Regions from separate parts of the Ovis aries genome. Here regions 2 and 3 are each linked to region 1. Evidence: chromatin contacts called from public Hi-C data. All regions are on one chromosome and are shown on one strand. The core of a region is the stretch at or near the end of the contact, and the rest is flanking DNA. Distances in the headings are between cores, read along the strand shown.

Region 1 (4,310 bases), core at 580-3,079:
CCTCCATACGTCTTACTTTGCTCCTTGGTCCTAAGAAAAACTAGTACATCTCTAAGTTTCCCTTCCATCTGCAGTTTGTTCCACTCGATAAAGGAGCTGAAATTCTCCTGGCCTTGAGCTCTTTCCAGGGTTCGGTCAGAGTCAGGTCTGAGAGCTCCCAGAGTTAGGAGTTCCTCATTCCAACCTTAAGGGGTCCCCCCACATAGATGAGAAAGTGTGATCATTGAAGAAGCATGAGAGGTGATTTGTGGGAGAAGGAGCCTGGCGTCTGAACCCAGATGGGCCTGTTCAAGTTCAAGGTCTCTCTTTCCTGCTGTAGATCCCCGAGCTTCAGTTCTGTGAGCCTCAGATTCCTGTTAAATGGCACCACTTATACATACTTCAAAAGATCGTTATGGGTATGGGTAAGTGCATCCATATGGGCGCGCGCCACAGTTTCTCAAGCACGTCACGCCATAAATGAGCAACAGAGGGGAGAGTAAGAACTGATTCCTTAGAATCAAATGCAATCACTTCTTTTAGTAATTTTTTTTTTTTTTTTTTTGCTTTATTTGTTTGGTGGTTTTTCTTTTCGGGTAGCCTCCACCTATATTATCTGCATGCAGCTCTGTGAGGGTGGGGGCACACAGAGCTGGAGGCGGAGCCTCGCCGGATGGATGAAGGGCCGGGGGTATCCTGACAGCTTGCGCGGAGACGCACCGTGACTCCGGTCTTCCTGGTTCCACACGGCTCTGCCATCAGAAACCAGAACTGGGCTTCCCTGACGTCTCAGTGGGTAAAGACTTCACCCGCGATGCAGGAGATGGAGGAGATAAGGGTTGGATCCCTGGGTTGGGAAGATCCCCTGGAGGAGGAAATGGCAACCCACTCCAGTATTCTTGCCTGGAGAATTCCATGGACAGAGGAGCCTGGCGGGGTACTGTCTATGGGGTCACAAACAGCTGGGCAGGACTGAGCAACGCAGCAGCAGCAGCGGTGGAGACACTGCCAGACCCAAAGCAGGGTTTGGTCCCTTGAACTAACAAGAATCTCAATCAAGTCTCAGACTCTGGCACCTGGTGTCTTGCTGTAAACAGTGTGGTGGGGCCAGGCCTGACATTGGCACTTTTTCTCCCCGCAAAGGCTCTTTCCAGTGCTATTATTTTGAGCGTTCAAAGAACATGTCTGCGTTCAGGAGGTGGCTGTGGTTGAGAGTCCCAGTGTGTTCACCAGCTGTGAGACTGCTTTCCTGCCCAGGGGAAGGACCACCAGGATGCTTGTTGGTGGGCCCTCCCAGCCTGTCACACGCCTGCATGTGGTCCCGTCCTTGGTGAGCAGTGGTGTAGACATAGCATCCTGTCTACTTCCAGGTGGGGCCTTCAGGAGTGCCCATCACCTCTGACCCCGGGCACCCCCCCCCCCCCGCCCCCCGCCCCCTAGCCTGGGTTTCATTTTCCTCCTGTTCTTGTCCCTGTGGGCACATCCCACAGGTGGGGATGGAATATGGACTCCACAGCAGTGGCCCCTGTCTGCTTTGCCCAACATTGTCTTGTTGGCACATAGTAAGTTTCGGGAATGTCTCTGGAGTATGATGAATAAGATCTTTCCTACATCCTCTGCCCACCCCACGACAGGCTGTGTGGTCATAGAGGCATTTGGGTCCCCTGCCCTGCCACAAGCCATGCTGCCTATGTCATTGCGGCCATGGGACAAAGGGGACCTTGCCTTTCCTGTGGGTCAGCCTGCCACCCAGGCTTCTCCTACGCAGGAAGGTCATCCGCACCCACCCCACCTCAGCTCTCAGCCCGGAAGCCTGTGGGTGAGGCGCAGTGCCCACAACTGGCCACAGGGTGGAGCCAGCGCTCCACGAGTGAGCTGAGACGGGGCCCAGAGGAGGGGCCACTCCAGCAGCCCCTGCCTTCCTGATCCCTGCTCCCCGTCCCCTCCACCCTCTCCAGGGCTGCTCGCTGCCTGTCCTCTGCTCCCTTGGACCAGGGCCGCCTCTTCTCTTTGCCTCAGGCCCCCAAAAGGCCTCCAGATGAGGGACTTTAGGAAACGGGGTGAGTAGCAGGGGCGGGTTCGGTTTTTTTTTTTTTTCAGGATTTGAAAGCAGTATTTCCCAGGACCCGTCTACAACTGACACATTCAAGTGATCAAATCCTGTTCACAGTAACCAGCCTGCCAAAACACATCCAGGAATTTTTTTTTTTTCCCCAACTCAGAAGCCGCTTTGAAGATCTGTCTTGTATTAATGATCACAAACCGCTCTGTAAATGACCTTTTTTGAGCATGAAGCTGATGAAAACCTTATAGCATATACATGGGACCCAGAGTCATTGTTCACGTCCTATTAAAGCAAGTGCGAATGCAGACGTACTTCCCAGTGGGGCTGGAACGAAGGACACAGAGAATCTTCTAGAGCCAGAGAACCTGCTCTGAAGACCTTTCATGAGCGTGCAATATACGTTCCGGTTTTTGTTTGGGTTTTTTTTTTTTTTTTTTTTTTTTTGGTGGCACACTGGAGACTGTCTTGCTGCTGGACTTAAAGGAGACAGGAGAGGTGGAAAGTGCCCCTGGGAGGAGCTAGGGCCCCAGCGGAGAAGGCTCTTGGTTGTTTTTCTCTCCGTTTTCGTAGAACAGGAGGCATGTGTGCTGGCTCTGCTGGTCTCTTATTATAGACTGAGCTGCCAGCAAGGGGAGGAAGGATGGACCTGCCCGCTGGCCTGGTTGCTCTCTGCATGGGCAGGTCTCTCCGCATCAGCTGGGAGGATGACTCAGATAAACCAGGAGGGCACAGGATCCCTGAAACCCAGACAGGTCCTCGAAGGATGCTAGGCAGGCGCAAGGAGCCCAGCGGAAGTCTAGAAGGGGACGACAGAGGACAAGATGGCTGGATGGCATCACCCACTCGATGGACATGAGTTTGAGCAAGCTCTGGGAGTTGGTGATGGACCAGGAAGCCTGGTGTGCTGCAGTCCATGGAGTTGCAAAGAGCTGGATACGACTGAGAGACTGAATAACAAAACTCCCTTGATGGATGGATGACAGCCAACCAAGTCGGATCTCAGGAAGGGAGCCAGCGGTGCAGCTGCTGAGCCCACTCCAGCTCGGAACCGGGCCGGGTGGTCAGGGCAGGAGCAGCCGAGCGGGGGTGCGGGGCTGCCTCCGGGGCTGCGGCAAACGGCCCCGGTGCCAGCGACATGTGAAAGTCCACGAGGGGTCCAGAGCCAACAGCGCTGAGAGGAAGAGATGCGGAGCAGGGAAGCAGGCAAGGCAGAGCCGTCCGGGCCAAGAGCTTCACCTGCCCCCCGAGATGCAAATCCTCAACCGAAGGCCCTGTCTTCTTAGATCCTAGGAACTGCAGCTGAAATATCCTGGGGAACTCCTCGGGCCTGTTGGCAGCAGTGCTGGGGCCGTTCAGGGTAGAGCAGAGAAGACTCTGGAGGCAGCTCGTGTTCTCTGTCCCTCCACTCATGCACGAGGACCCAGGAGACCTGGGACAGGGACGGCTCAGGGAGGACCATGGGCCCCCTTTGCCCAGGCTGTGGTCAGAGTGGGAGAATCCAGCAGGACAGCTGGGTGGGCTGAGCGCAAGGGGCGGGAGGGTCTGGAGTGAGAGCTTTGCTGCATTCTGATGGGGTTGTGAGTGCAGAGCCGGGGCCCCCAGCACAACTGAGCGAAACACAACACACACCCTGGAGGTTACACTGAGCCCAGGCCGGACTGAAGGACCTCCTCTAAAAATCATCTTTACACCATTCCTAAGAAACGTATTCTCGCTAGTATCCCTTCTTGCAGCCAAAGGGCACCCCATGCCCCTTACATTGAACATCCTCAAAGGTTCCACTGAAGCTCTCAGATTTTCTAATGCCTACCTCCCGCTGTGATTTTACGTTCTTGTGCCATTTGTGAAGGCACCGAAGTGTGCACAGATGGGGGAAAAAAAAGAAATGAAATCAAGAATCCTGCCTAATTATACTTGCAGAAAAGTTTGGGGAGGAGAGGTGAGAAGGCTTCTTTTGCATAGAACGCATTAAAATAATGTATGGAGATGCTCTCCCTTCCAGCGAAGGAGGTGGTCAAGACTAGAGGATCAATCTTTAAAAGAATAATGTTTTCAAAATCAGGCTCCTTGTCCTCAGATCCTTTGATGTATGAGTGTAATAGTGGGGAGGACACACAGTGAAATATACATGAGCTCCCTAAGAACAGAAGAGCCCAGCGGAGGGAGTATTAGTGTTTACAGCAAAACTCGATTGGAGGGCTCATTCCAAGATGATAGTTTCTTATGTCGAGGGCAATAACAGTCCTGTGTCTGGGAAGCGCTCCAC
Region 2 (4,310 bases), core at 888-3,387, 1.3 Mb after region 1:
TAAGAACGGTACCGTTTGTAGCTATACATTTAAATGAACCACCAACTAGAACAATGGGAAACTATATAAAGTAGTCTCCAGTGGACTTAACACCTTGGACTTTTCTGCTTGTTGCTTAAGTCAGGCCACTTGCTCTCAGCAGAAAACTGTGATGTCCACTGATCACTGAGAGCTCTTTGAAACCCATTTAATCCCATAGACTATTCAATGAAGGTCTGCATAAAATGTGAAGCTAGCAGAATAATACTAAACATTAAGTCCTTAATCCAGATTTTATCCACAGAATACATTTTTCATAATTGTGTTTTTAAAAATGTTCTCTGCCTTTTAATTTGAGGTGGGTTTATTTCCCCCTGTGTGTGTTCGTCACTCAGTTGTGTCTGACTCTTTGTGACTCCATGGATTGGAGCCCACCAGGCTCCTCTGTTTATGGAATCCTCCAGGCAAGAACACTAGAGTGCTTAGCTATTCCCTTCTCCAGGGGATCTTTCCAACCCAGAGACTGAACCCTGGTTTCCTGTGATGCAGGCAGATTTTTTACCATCTGAGCCACCAGGGAAGCCCCTTATTTCAACTGGGTGCATTTTTGCTAATCTTTGTTCTGTTGCCTCTGCCTTGGTTAAGTTTCTCTGTGAGAGAATTAAATTTCCCTGAATCCTGATTTTGCATGAATCCCTTAGGGATAACTTCCTTTTAAGAAAACAAAACATCAAAGATAACAACACTAGCCAACCGAAGATTTAACTTTAAGTCACAGTGGAATCTGGAAGAACTTTAAGTCCTGGCATGACCGTCATGTTCCCTGAGTTAATGGGAGTGTCTTCAGTCATACGGCACCGCCTATAGAACTAATTGGTCCGCCCCTGCGGATGGATGCTAGAAAAGCAGGAGAGAGTCAGCTACCAAATCTTCTTCTGTCCAAATTTGCCTTGACCATGCAGCCACATGGGGCTTCCCACGTGGCACTACTAAAGAGCCCACCTGCCAATTCAGGAGACAGAAGAGACGCATGTTTGATCCCTGGGTGGGCCAGAGCCCCTGGAGGAGGGCATGGTAACCCCCTCCAGTATTCTTGTCTGGAGAATCCCCATGAAGAGTAGCCTGGTGGGATACAATCCACAGGGTCTCAAAGAGTTGGACGCAACTGAAGCGGCTGAACACAGAGGCACACACACGCAGCTACACAGACTCTGCCTCACCCATCCATCCTGTTCAAGACGGCAGAAATATTCTGGGGGAAATGGCATGTCCAGGGGCATCCGTCAGGGTCCAGACAGGCAGAGGGCATGCATGGCAGGCCTCCAACAGAAGGAATTTCACATGAGAGCTAGCTATAAAGTTGTTGGAAAAGTGAAGGAGTAGATAATAAGGCAACCTATAAATCAGCAGGCCTAGGACTGAAGGGTCAAAGAGAGACATGATGTTCCCAGTGCCAAGAGCTGCCCAGGACTGTACTGGGCCAGGAGAAGTGGCCCAAGGTCAGCCCCGCACACCCTACTGAAGGCAGAAGCCGTCGCTCTGGGCTCCCAGGTGGCACTGGACGCCCTGCTCCAAGCAGCCTGACCAGCCAAAATTTTATGGCTCGTAGAATTGCTGGATCCCCTCTCTAAACAGAGCCCCTAGTTCTGCTTCAGTGACCTCCCACGGCAATCAACTGCAGAGCAGATAAAGAAGCACTTCCTTTTAATGGCTTGGAACTCACTGGCCATAAATTTCCCCAAGTGCCCACAGGTCTATGCACTGCTGCAGGTGAAGTAAGTCAGAGGAGTAAGCAGTCTTCACTATCCTCCTTGCACTTTTTCCTTGCTTTCCTCCCTGAGATAAAATGATCCCCTAATTGAGCAAACCTTTAGCAGGAGGAGACCCCTCCCATTTCTCGGAGTGGATTAAGACCCTTCTTTATTCCTCCTAAATCCAACACGCCCTTCCTTTCCTTTCAGAAGCATCGGTGGACTGTGAAAACGACATTTCAGCCTGATTCTTAACCCCACTGCTCTCATCCTCGCCTGCCCACGAACACCAGTGAGTGTGAGGGATGCTGTGCAGTAACCAATAAGCCCAGAGCCCCTTTCAGAATCAGGGTCTTTGTCAGCAAAGAGCGCCTCCTTTCACCACAATGTTATGGTTTCTGGAAGTTGAGACACTGCCCTCTACTGGCCAAACAGGGTAGCAGCGGGAAAAGAAGCAGTTCCCCAGACTAGGGATGACAAATACCTGGTCCTTTCCTGGCATTCCTAGAATGGAGCTGTGAGCTGGATGTTACTATCCTCACTTTGCAGAGATGTTTAACAACTTGGCCTAACTCTCAGAGTGAGTTAGGAAGCAAAGTTGGGATTAGAATCAGATCTGAGTCACTACAAAATCCACATTATTTTCACTGTATAACACTGATTCCAATTTTCCTTGCGGAGAGCATCATGCAATGCAAAACACGCTGCAGAGAAAATCTGCCCACGTGTGAGTTCAAGCCTTCTGGTCGTGATGTGGTACGCTGGAAGAGTTGCAAGCTTTAACAAATGAAAATACAGGATACTTAGTAACATGCAAATTTCAGACAAATGACAATTTTTGTTTTGTTTTTACTATAAGTGTGTCCCAAATACTACACAAGTCATATATTTTTTTTAACAAGGCATACTTATTTTGCTAAAACTGTCATGTACCACAGACTGCAATTTGGGTGGTCATCCTGTATTTTTTGTGGCAACCCTCAATGTAGTCCATCTCTATCTTGATGCCTTGAGCTTCCAGCTTCACTTTGCCATGACAAGCTGAAAATGTCATCAAGGAAAAAACAATCCATCTCTCCTCTGCTTCATTGCCGGTCTCCACTCCCAGGACCACTGGAACTTCTCCTCAGCCAAGAGGGAAACCTCTACATATGACCATTGCGCTGATGTGCCCGGTGGAGATTTGTAAACCAGCTTAATCAGGATGTCATAGATAAATGCATATATACTTACATACCTTGTATATATGATGCTATATATATATATATATATATATATACACACACACACAAGCAATAGAAAGTATTCATTTCGGCGTATATGAGTCTGATGAATATGTATGTGTACATCTATATAACCATCACCCAAGTCAAGATACAGACTGTTTTCACACCCCAGGAAGTTGCCTTATATCCTCTGCAGTCGGTCCCCACTCCTCGGTCAGCCCCAGGAAACACCAGTCTACTTTTGTCACTATAGGTTACTCTTGCTTTTCCTAGGAGTCCTCAGAATGGACGTAAAGGACTGTAGCATCTGTGCTCTGTGATCTGTGTATTGGAGATCCAGCCCTATTGTTGCCTGTATCAATAGTTCATTCCAATTTATTGATAAGTCAATTCCATATACAGATTTACCATCAATATGTATCCACTTGGGTTTCCCTGATAGCTCAGTTGGTAAAGAATCCACCTGCAATGCAGGAGACCCTGGTTTGATTCCTGGCTTGGGAAGATCCCCTGGAGAAGGGATAGGTTACCCATTCCAGTATTCTGGCTTGGAGAATCCCATGGACTGTATACTCCATGAGGTCGCAAAGAGTGAGCAACTTTCACTTCACTTCGCTTCATGTATCCATTTACCCAGTGATGGACATGGATTGTTCCCAAATTTGGCTAATATAATTAAAGCTATTGTTAACAACTGGGCACAAGTCTTTGTACAGATGGATAATTTTATTTTGCATATCCACCGTCACTGCACATTCATGCCAGTCACTCCAGATGTAGGCCAACACCTGGTTATTATGGTCAGTCTTAAAATTATTAGTCATTATAATAGATGTGGAGTGATATCTCATAGTGGTTTTGGCTTGCATTTCCCTGAGGTCAACTGAGTTGTAAAACATCCAGAAAAATAAAATAAGTGCTGGTTTCTCCATTCATTCAGCAAGCATATGATTCAAAGCGGAGTGGAAATTCACCGAAGGGTGAATGGGAGTGGAGTAATTCATGCTTTCAAAATCCCACCCAGACTCCGGCTCCAGCGAGGAGAGAGTCTGAATGAGGCTGGGGTGAATGTAGGTCAGTGGCTGCTACAGATGATGGAAGTGGGAGCCATGGTGGAGCGAATAGACATTTGGGAGTCCCTGCTGAATTCTGGAGGTGAAATCAACGGGATTTGGTGATGACCTAGATGGAAAATGGGCTTCTCTGGTGGCTCAGACAGTAAAGAGTCTGCCCGTCATGCAGGAGACCCTAGTTGAGAAGATCCCCTGGAAAAGGAAATGGTAACCCCCTCCAGTATTCTTACCTGGAGAATCCCATGGGCAGACAGAGCCTGGAGGGCTACAGTCCATGGGGT
Region 3 (4,310 bases), core at 1,062-3,561, 1.1 Mb after region 1:
GCAGACCTTTAGGCAAGTTACTTTCACTTTTCATGTCTCAGTTCTTCCATCTTGTGTGATTGGCATCTCTCCTGCAGAGTGATGCTAGTGGTCAAGAACCTAGAGACGTAAGAGACACAGGTTTACCCTGGCTCGGGAAGAGCCCCTAGAGGAGGCTCGGCAACTCAGTCCAGTATTCCTGCCAGAGAATCCCATGGACAGAGGAGTCTGTTGGGCCACAGTCCGTGGGGTCACAAAGAGTCAGACATGACTGAAGCAACTTAGCACCCACACACACTGCAGAGAAGTGGCCTAAATCAAATGTGATGACTTCCACACAGCACATAGTAATCAGCAAATGCCAGCCGATCTAGACCTCTAGCAAGGATGAAGACCCTTGGGTTTAGGGAAGATGGATTAAGCAACTGGCAGTGCTCACGTTGTAGTGATGGCTCCCACCTGGATGACCGAGGCAAGGCCTTGGAGTTAGCCCTGTTCCCAACAGGAATTCCGAGCACTATCTTGGGTGAGGAGGACGGGGACAGGAGAGAAAGGATGTGACGATGGCAGCTGACTTGAGATCCACAATTAAGTCTTCTAAATTATCACTGAAGTTTCCTTCTGTGTCTAAAAGTCTATATAATCTTACTAAGAATAAAATAAAATGAGAACATAAATTTTTAGAAATAGCATTTGGAAGCCTGAAAGCTGGCATCGACTAAGCCATCTGAAATAATGTTAAATTTTATTTGGCTTAAAAGAGGAGCAAGGAAAGGATGGGCCAGCTTCTCGGGGAGGCTCAGGAGCATTAACAGATGTCAGAGGCTGCAGAGCTTCTTGGGTCCTGGTTTATGTCCACAGCCCCTGGAAGGGGAAGAGAAAAACGGTCAAGCTAGGAAGGGTAGGAAGAGTCCTGTTAGAATGACACAGGGAGGCATGCGCTTGGAAGGGACTGTCTTTCTCTGAAACAACGGTGCTCCCATGAGCTGGAGGAGAGGAGAGGAGAGTGGGCGAGAGTTTGAGCCAAGAGATGAGACCCCCTCCCTCCCTCAGCTGCCCCTGATGGGCGAGGGCGGACAGGGAAGACTTGTCAGTCCCGAGGGGACAAGACAAAGGGGTTACAAATCAAATGACTGAGCCCATCACTGCCCCCAGTTAGGAGCTGAGGAAACTGAAGGCAGAAGGGAAGTGTCAGTGGAAAAAGACGAGGGTCTCTTGTCTCTTGTTTCTGGCCTGGGGGAAAGATCGCCATCAACATCCTCACATTGAAGCTTAGCTAAGGAAAAAGCAAATAGAGGTAAACGTTTGTGTTAATCTACCCAAGGGCTCTACTGAGTTCCCAGGTAGAATAGTGGTGGGAACAGGAAGTGAGTCGCCTTCATGGTCGGGGGTGAGCTCTGCAAGGAACCGCAGGCAGTGTGTGAAAGAGGGGGCAGGTTACAGGGCAGGGCGCCCAGAGAGGTCCGAGCTGGGAGTGGATGCTGCGAGATCAGGTCAGCGGGGTGCTTCATGGAGCAGGCGGCTCATGAAGGGGGAGATTTGAAGGGAGTGAGGCATCTGGAAATGGAACAGAAGAAGGACGAATTTAAACACACACACAGTTGATGATGGAGAGAGAGGCTGCCAGAGCTCAGTGCGGGGGAGGGAAGGGAAGAGGCTCGGGCTGGCTCTGGAAGGAGCAGGTGATGGGGTGGCAGGAGGGGAAGCTGTGTCATCTCCAGGCTGAGGCGGGCTGGCAGTGGAGACGGCTGAGACGCCGGGGCCACAGATACAATCGCAGAGTTGCGCTTAGGGAAGATTAACCTCCTGGCAGTGGGCAAGATGAGGTGGGAGTCAGAGAGACTGTGGGCAGAGATCCCAAGGAGAGAAGTAGGTGAGGTCCCCCTGGGAAGAAGTGAAGGGCTTTCCCGGAGGGGAGGGATGAGGAGATGGGCAAGATGCTTTGATAAAACCTGGCAGAGAGGACTAGAGGGAAAGGGTGGGAGAGAGGTAATGCAGCCCCACAACCTCCCCAGTGAAACCACAGGCACCCCACACTCCCGGCTGCTCCCAGACTGTAAGGTTCTCACTCTGATGGGTCCGGAGGGCCAGTGAGGAGGGAACAAAAGGAGGTCCCTTAGCGCAGGCGCTTAAATCAGCGTTAAAGCACACAGGCTCCTTCATGGAGAAACAGAGCTGCTAGGTCTGTTCAAGGTTTCCTCAGGCTCCATGCTCTCCATGCAGGTGGGGTGTGATGTCCCTTAATCCCTGTGTTCAACGCTCTCTTCCCCTCTAGGTCTCTAGCAATCCAGGCGTCGCCTCCTTCAAACTTGTACCTACAGCACCATCTGCTGGTGTGGGATCCTGCGGCATCTGGGCTTGTGCTAAATCTTCCTTCTGTGCCCTCAACACGCCCTCACCCGCCATACCTATTCCCTGCCCATCTCACCCACCCACCCACGCACACACATATACCCAAACGCACAGAGCACACATATGCACACACAGACACACAGATGCACCTACAGAGATGCACACACAGAACAGATATAGATGCAGACACTAGTGTGTGCATACACACACACGCGGCCGGCTCTTTCTCTCTTCGACACCCCGGCCTCCGTACATGCACCTCCTGCCCGCCTGGCCTCCTGCGCTTGCTTCCGCTCTGCGCTCCCCAGCCCCCGAGCTCTGCTCTCTGGCAGGACCGGGAACTGAAGCTGAGCCTTGCTTTCCCAGCCCTGCTGCAAAGTGGAACCGGCAGACGGGTAGGACGGCAGGATTTGAGAGGACAACCAGCTGGGCGTCTGAGAAGTTAATCTGCTGGTTAATTTGCTGCAGACTGCTAACTGTTCCTGTGATTCCCTCCGACCCTCGGCTCCCCCATCCCAGGGACCTGGGAGGAGAGAGGCTGGCCCTTCTTCCCGCCCACCAGTGTCCTGCTCTCTGTCTTGGCATCTGCACACACCATGCCCTGCTCATTCCAGAAGATTCCGGAAGACAACCTGGCTCCTCCACACGCATTTCCTATTAACCCACTTTCCCAAAGACATTGGTTTGTCTAAAGGATCCCAAGTTCAGATGGATTTTATTTCTAAACCAGAAAAATCATGGCACTAATGAAAATAACTGCCTTTTAAGAAAATGCCACTCCCTGCCACATCTCTTAATAGCTGCCTCTTGGCAGCAGCCTAAATGATGAGTCCACCAACCTGCTTAAAATGTATGGGAGGTTCTTTCAAAAGTAATCCAAGGGTCATTTCTGACTGCAGATGTGAAATCTTTTGTCAGTGGTCGCCGGTCCCATGCAGGGCACAGGTATTTGTAGTCCACACAGATTTGTGTGTGTGTGTTTGGGGGAGAACACACATACACACACTGAGTTCATGCAAGGTAGGTTCTTGGTTCTGAACATTCATTCCTCTGGGCTTTGGGGATCCATGGAGAATAGGTGCCCTGTACCTGCAGACAGGTGGGTCCAGGTCTCTGATGCTCTGCTCCCTGGGTTAGTATCAGCCTCCGGGTCCCCAGCATCCCCATCCCCCACTGAGAAGCAGACCCCACCCACCCATCGCAATGTCACGACTCACTTGCCTGGCAGTTCCCAAGTCCCAGCCACAGTCTATTGATGATGCTGAGGATCACTGGCCCTCACCTCCAAAAGGCATTCATATTTTGGTTCTGTGTTGCTTTTGCCCAGCTAAATTTGGGACAAGACTGGAGAGAATAAAAGGATGAAAAGACAGATGTGTGTGTGTGTGTGTGTGTGTGTGTGTGTGTGTGTATGCATGCGCATGCTTGTAGAAACAGGGAGAGTGGAGGAGGCAGCTAGCTCTCTAGGCCGGGCCAAGCAGGTGGGTATGAGTATTCTCAGGCTCTGCTGGCATCATTCTCAATTGTTTGTTTTAAACAGCTCTCAAATGCAGAGCCGGAGGAACGAGTCAGGCTAGTTGAACAAATAAGGGACTATCTCTGGAAGAGCTCAGGTTGCTAACTGATCAGCTAGTCTATATGAACATAACATATTTTGGGTTTTCCTGAGTGGCTGTCTTCAGAGGCACGTTCCTAGCTGGTAAGCCATGTAATCCACGTCTTTGTCCAGTGTGACACAGGAAAACCTGCTTTGGAGTCTAGCAGAGAGTCGCTTGAACATTGGCTTCCGCCATGCACCAGCTGTGTGACCTTGAGTCACCTAGGTAATGTTTTCTGAGCCTCTGCGTGATTGGAAAGTGGAGACATGGAGGCCTGCCTTCCAGGGCACGTACACGCTGTCTCACGGTAGAGCATGTCACCAAGCGCAGTAAATGAAGTATATACCGTCTGTCTCCCTGGCCATCCAGCAGAGGCAGGAA

What was found. A called contact is a pair of places that touch in the nucleus more often than the background predicts.
Region 2: a Hi-C map of mixed tissues shows a contact between it and region 1, with 7 times the contacts expected there. The contact joins two enhancer-like sites. A contact is called at or near these places in 2 of 16 Hi-C or Micro-C datasets (mixed tissues and tail adipose tissue).
Region 3: a Hi-C map of hypothalamus shows a contact between it and region 1, with 4 times the contacts expected there. The contact joins two enhancer-like sites. A contact is called at or near these places in 3 of 16 Hi-C or Micro-C datasets (hypothalamus, muscle and tail adipose tissue).

Annotation. Positions count from the first base shown.
Region 1 is chr21:31,284,127-31,288,436 of ARS-UI_Ramb_v3.0, forward strand. The region is part of intron 1 of OPCML (opioid binding protein/cell adhesion molecule like); the gene reads left to right. Among named protein-coding and RNA genes, the nearest start is that of OPCML, 430 kb to the left of the region's middle. Within about 2 kb of position 1,830, at least 5 of the 54 cell types and tissues checked have an H3K27ac peak or open chromatin away from gene starts, as enhancers often do. A contact at or near this core is called in hypothalamus, where this site is marked.
Region 2 is chr21:32,548,659-32,552,968 of ARS-UI_Ramb_v3.0, forward strand. All of the region lies in intron 1 of NTM (neurotrimin), which reads right to left. Among named protein-coding and RNA genes, the nearest start is that of NTM, 370 kb to the right of the region's middle. Within about 2 kb of position 2,138, at least 3 of the 54 cell types and tissues checked have an H3K27ac peak or open chromatin away from gene starts, as enhancers often do.
Region 3 is chr21:32,426,125-32,430,434 of ARS-UI_Ramb_v3.0, forward strand. The region is part of intron 1 of NTM (neurotrimin); the gene reads right to left. Among named protein-coding and RNA genes, the nearest start is that of NTM, 490 kb to the right of the region's middle. Within about 2 kb of position 2,312, at least 6 of the 54 cell types and tissues checked have an H3K27ac peak or open chromatin away from gene starts, as enhancers often do. A contact at or near this core is called in hypothalamus, where this site is marked.